Regions from separate parts of the Zea mays genome. Here region 2 is linked to region 1. A link is a contact called in public Hi-C data. All regions are on one chromosome and are shown on one strand. Each heading gives the region's core, a stretch centred on a gene start, on an enhancer-like site or on the middle of the called end of the contact. The rest is flanking DNA. Distances are from core to core; before and after follow the strand shown. Region 1 holds the start of LOC109942625 (GRF-interacting factor 10). Region 2 holds the start of LOC100216951.

What was found. Hi-C and Micro-C count contacts between places; a contact is called where the count stands out from the background.
Region 2: a contact with region 1 is called in a Hi-C map of tassel, with 1.7 times the contacts expected there. The contact joins the promoter of LOC100216951 here to the promoter of LOC109942625 in region 1. A contact is called at or near these places in 3 of 25 Hi-C or Micro-C datasets (ear, leaf and tassel).

Annotation. Positions count from the first base shown.
Region 1 is chr9:132,023,860-132,026,442 of Zm-B73-REFERENCE-NAM-5.0, reverse strand. LOC109942625 (GRF-interacting factor 10) reads left to right here and starts at 1,289. Exons shown (of 3, transcript XM_020544741.2): 1 at 1,289-1,371; 2 at 1,865-2,583. The coding sequence starts at 1,289. LOC100285006 reads right to left here and starts at 801. Exons shown (of 5, transcript NM_001372158.1): 1 at 542-801; 2 at 1-405. The coding sequence starts at 319.
Region 2 is chr9:132,228,259-132,230,841 of Zm-B73-REFERENCE-NAM-5.0, reverse strand. LOC100216951 reads left to right here and starts at 1,311. Exons shown (of 4, transcript NM_001143333.2): 1 at 1,311-1,518.

The DNA of each region.
Region 1 (2,583 bases), core at 40-2,539:
TCAAGTGGTTGAAGAGATGGTCATTGATGTAACGCGCTGTCTCCGGGCCACCGTGCCCATCGTAGACCCCGACGAAGGTGCCTTGCAGTCCAGGCTCCGATGTGCTAAGCGGCCCGGATTCAACCTGGCTATGGTCCTCCAATAGGTTATTGGCCTGGACCACGGCCATGGAGAACTCACCATCGACGACCTGCCCGCCGTCCTTGTACCACAGGAGCCCGTCCTGGCGGCCGGTGGCATCCGATCCTTTGCGGGGACGCCCAGCCGGTGATGCCGGACCCCAGCAAGATTTCAAATAATCCATCAGAGCTGATAGCATCCCTCATCTCCGGCGCCTCCCCCACCTTTGCCCTTTCCTTCTGCAGTAACTTGTTCTCGCTCCGTTGCCCCCAGCAAAATCTGCAACTGGAACCAAACAGGACCCACGTGAAGATCAACCATCGCGCATTTCTAGCACCCAAATTGCGTGATCATAGGGAGGAAGACCAACGAGTCCACCATACTTTCCTTGCATTGGGAAGGGAAGCAAAAAAGGAATTACCTTTTCTCGGATACTTTCCCTACTAGCTGCGTGCTCGGATTGCTGCGCCTCCGATCTCACAGCCAGAACACGGAGCCTCAGATCTGGAAACCTATCGATCTCGACCGCTGAGAAGGCAGCAAAGATTGGGTTTTTGTAGAAACGGTGGGCTCCTCCGCGGGGTCCAAAAGAAGCAACCACGAAACCGAACCAAAAAGACAAAAAAGATGGGCTCTTTCGCTTTGTTTCCCTCCTCCTCCCAAATCTCTCAGACTCGATCGAAGAACAGACAGGTAGATCAGAGCATCCTCTCCGATCCACAGGATATATGGAGAGCGCAAGCAAGCAAAGTTTGAGAGGGACTCTCAAAAATTACAGCTACAGGAGAAGCGACCAGACCAGGGAAGAGGGAGGAAGCTTTCTCTCTCCGACCATTCCCCTTCCAAATTTTATTATTCCTATTTTCTATTCGTATTTAAATATATCTCTCTTAATTATTATTTCCTTTATTTTACCTTCTTTGTCCAGCTTCCTTTTTACTATTTAACTAACATATTTGATTTTTTACATCAATTTTAGTTTTAAAAATCAATAAAGTATTTGTAGTACCATACTATACATTGTTATTTATTAATTAAATTTAAGTTAATTAATACTAAATATAATTTATTAGTGGTGAGGGAGAAAATTTGTTCAGCGCGAGGGGGTCATCACGGGGACGTCATTAGACGTGTGGACGCCCCACGTACATCGGGTAGTAGACTAGGCATGGAGAGATTAGAGGGCCGTTTGAAGGCCAACAAGGCATCACTCAGAGGCCCAACCAGTCCTAATTTCTCTCGGGAGTGGCGGTGACTACTTACCAGCTTAGGCCCCGTTTCAATCTCACGGGATAAACTTTAGCTTTCTGCTAAACTTTAGCTATATGAATTAAAGTGCTAAAGTTTAGTTTCAATTACCACCATTAGCTTTCCTGTTTAGATTACAAATGGCTAAAAGTAGCTAAAATAGCTGCTAAAGTTTATCTCGCGAGATTGGAACAGGGTCTTAGTCTACAGGTTCTAATTTCTCTTGGGAGTGGCGGGGTGACTGCTTGTCTAGTGCTACAGTAGTGTTGTGGTTCCATGGCACATAAAGAAAGTGAGATTTCAGAAATACCATTAAAATTTATCCTATCATAAAATATTATTAAAGTAAGCATCTGTTCTACAATCTAGTATTACTTTAGTCTATATCATATTGAATGTTTAGATATTAGTTAGAAGTATTAAATCTAGTTTAATTACATAAATAAGGGCTAAACGTCAAGGCAAATCTCTACTACTACTTAAGTGTCTAATGTAGGCGTCCACACCCTAGACGGTGCACTGTTCTGCCATCCCGCCCGCACGCCGCGCTCAACGATCCTCCGCAAGCGCGCAGATCCCGTCTCCGCGCCGCAATCTGCGCCGCCATCAAGGGTCGCGTTGCCGCCCTCCCCGCCCCGCATAATGTCAGCCGCGACAGACGCCGCACGGCCCCCGACTCGACGCTCTGCGCCCCCTCTCCCCCCGGCGAAGAAGCTGGCGAGAACGGAACGGAGAAAATGGATGCAGAGCTTGAAGCCAAAGCCGTCGAGGCCAAGGCTGAAACGGTGGCCACGGAGTCAGAGGCGAAGCCTGACGCCTCAGATGAAGAAGCTGGTGGGACTGGCTCAGACCGCGAAGCAGATGTCAAGGGTGCTGATCCGAAGGCAAAAGCGGAGGAGTCCGATGGCGAGGATGAGGGAGCCACCGCCGTGACCGACGACGATAGTGAAGAGGAAGCTGCTGAGACGGTCGAAGAGGATGGTGGTGAATCCGACACCGAAGGTGATGCTGAGGAATCTCCTCCATCCCCTCCTCGCCGCAGTCGCCGTCGTAAGCGAGCGGCCACTCCCGATGACGAAACAGAGGAGAACCCTACGCCGTCGCGTCGCCGGTGCCGTCGGAAGTCAGGGGAGCGTGGTGACTCCCAGCCGCCACTTCCTGACCACCTCCGTTGCCGTCGCAGCGACGGGAAGAAGTGGCGCTGCTCGGGCCGTG
Region 2 (2,583 bases), core at 62-2,561, 200 kb before region 1:
CCCGAGCCAGGCTTCGGGCGAGCCAAGGGTGCGCCCACTGCCTGAGGAGGCCCTCGGGCGAGGCGTGAATCCGTCCGGGACTACTGTTCCCGTCCGAGGCCGGGCTCGGGCGAGGCGAGATCGCGTCTCTTAGTAGACGAGGCCTTGACTTGAACCGTGCTTAATCAGTCTTTGCAGTTTGTTCTGAAGATATTTTCCGGCCAGGTTAAAGAGCATTGGAGGTACCCATAATTACGGTCCCCGACAAATATTTATCGAATAACTTATACGCCGTCACAACGCACAGGCACATATCTAGTCCATAACATAACTTGATAGTGATAATTCTACCAGATTGGATTGTTTTTCTTCTTCCAAGTTTATTATATTGAAATGCGTGTTTGGGTTGCGAGTTGCTTGCAATTTCATATAGCTGCGACCCTACGACTACCAAGATACATTGGCACATCTGGCTGTGGCCTACGAAGATATTAAACACAAAAGGAAGAGATCATGCCCAAACAGGAAAACATTAAAAAAGAGATAAGGAAAAAGAATTAGAGAATACATCCGATTCAATCAATCATGTTCATACAACCGTGTAATCATGCGATCTGGTACGTTTGATCAAAATCAATCTAACGATGGCCGCTATTTTACATTGATCCCTTTTCGTCCGAAATCTAGTAACTATTTTATATTTAACCTCTTTTACATAGAATATCAAATCATAATTGGATTTTTATACCGTGTAATCAAGCGATCTAGTACATTTGATCAAAATCTTACGATAACTACTATTTTATATTTAACCTCTTTTACTTAAAATATCAACCATAATTGGATTTTGATATGCACGGGATCGTTTAATTGCACCATCGCACATGATATGTTTCTAAATAAATAAGGTTCCGTTTGGTTCCTTTAAAATTTCCATATTAAGATATAGGAGTCACTCCACTCTTATTCTGTTGGTAACCAAACATCCAGAAAATTGAAATAAAGTCACTCTATTATTCACCTGACTAAATTTTAGTGATTAAAGTTTAGTAACTAAAATACCTCGTTTGGTTCTAGTGACTAAATCTGATTAAATAGTATTAATTGGTGCCAATAATAACTGCATTATTTCTATTAATTAGTGGATGTCAAAAAAAATGAGAGGTCAAATAAAATAAAAAACCTGCTGACTAAAGAGATTAAAAATAACTAGTCACCTAAACCTAAGAAAAGAGAAACTGCCAAAAAAAAAAGGGACAAAAGTCGGCCCAGGAGTCCAGGACAAGGTCCCTGCGGGTGCGCTGCGCTCCCTCCGAGCCCGAGCCCGAGCCCGAGGACCGGGCTACTGCCGTCCGCCGCAAGCCCCGTCCTGCACTCCTGCATCCGTTCACGTTTTACCCCGTCCGGCCGTCCCCCTCGTTCTTTCTCTCCCCCTTCTCTCTCGCTGCGACGACTGGGTAGGCTGCCGCCGCCGCCCTACGCCAGGTCCCGAGGACCAAGGCATTCGTATTCGTCAGTCTCTTCGCCGGGCGACGCCAGGTATTCCTACACTTCTCTTCCCTTCCTGTTGTGTAAAACAGAGCACCCAAACCCTAACTTGCTAACTTCGAACTTTTTGCAAAAAAATTATCGTGTGTACCATGTCCCTTAACGTTTCGTTTGACAAGTTAGGGGTACAATACAATCCACAGAAGAATCAATACAGAGGGGGATTGGGTGATCCCTCTCCCACCACCCAAGCCCCTCCTTCCTTGTAGGACCTAACCTATTTTATTTGATTGCCAATTTAGGGTTGGCTTCGATTGATATGGATTTGCATGTATCTGAGTATTTGGCTCATGGCTGAGGCAAGTTTAGACCATTTGACTGTGTACATGATAAAATCAGTGTAGCAAACAAAATATAATATCATGATTTATGGAGAAAAACCGTAACATTTTTCCCTTGCACAATAAGATACTGATTGAGACATCGAGTGTCATGTATACAGAGACAACTTTGACTCAGTAATACACTAGACATTGTGTCTAGTTAGGCCCAACACTCAGTAACTTGGTCCATATACCAAACTTACTCTCTTAGAAGAATAATTATACAAGTAGAAATAGACAGCAACAGCAACACAAATATTCCGTCAAGGCGTCAACTAAGACTGGCATTGCCGCAGCTGAGAGGTGGACTATGAAGCGGCAATGCCTGCACTCTGTGAGACTGAGAGCACAAATGAATCGATAAAAGTGGTCACAGTAGCCAAGGAACTCTGAACTGAAAAAAACAAATATAAATACAACATTTGTTGAGTAAAAAACGATGATGACTGAAAACTTCATGATTTGCATTTTGCAAAGAGCACACAACTATTAAGATACTAACAGTAAAGGATTTTAAGAAGATCTCGTTTTTGGGGCTAAGCAAAATTAAATCAGTGTTTCGCTAAAAGGGAATTAAATCGGTGCTATATCAGTACATAACAAAAGAATGCTGGACAAAAACATGCTTTTTGCTTGTACTCGGAGAAGTGTAAGACAAGATTATGTTTGACCACTGAACATATATGCATAAATATAACTATGTTGAGTTCTTCCAGCATACCGTCCACAGAAA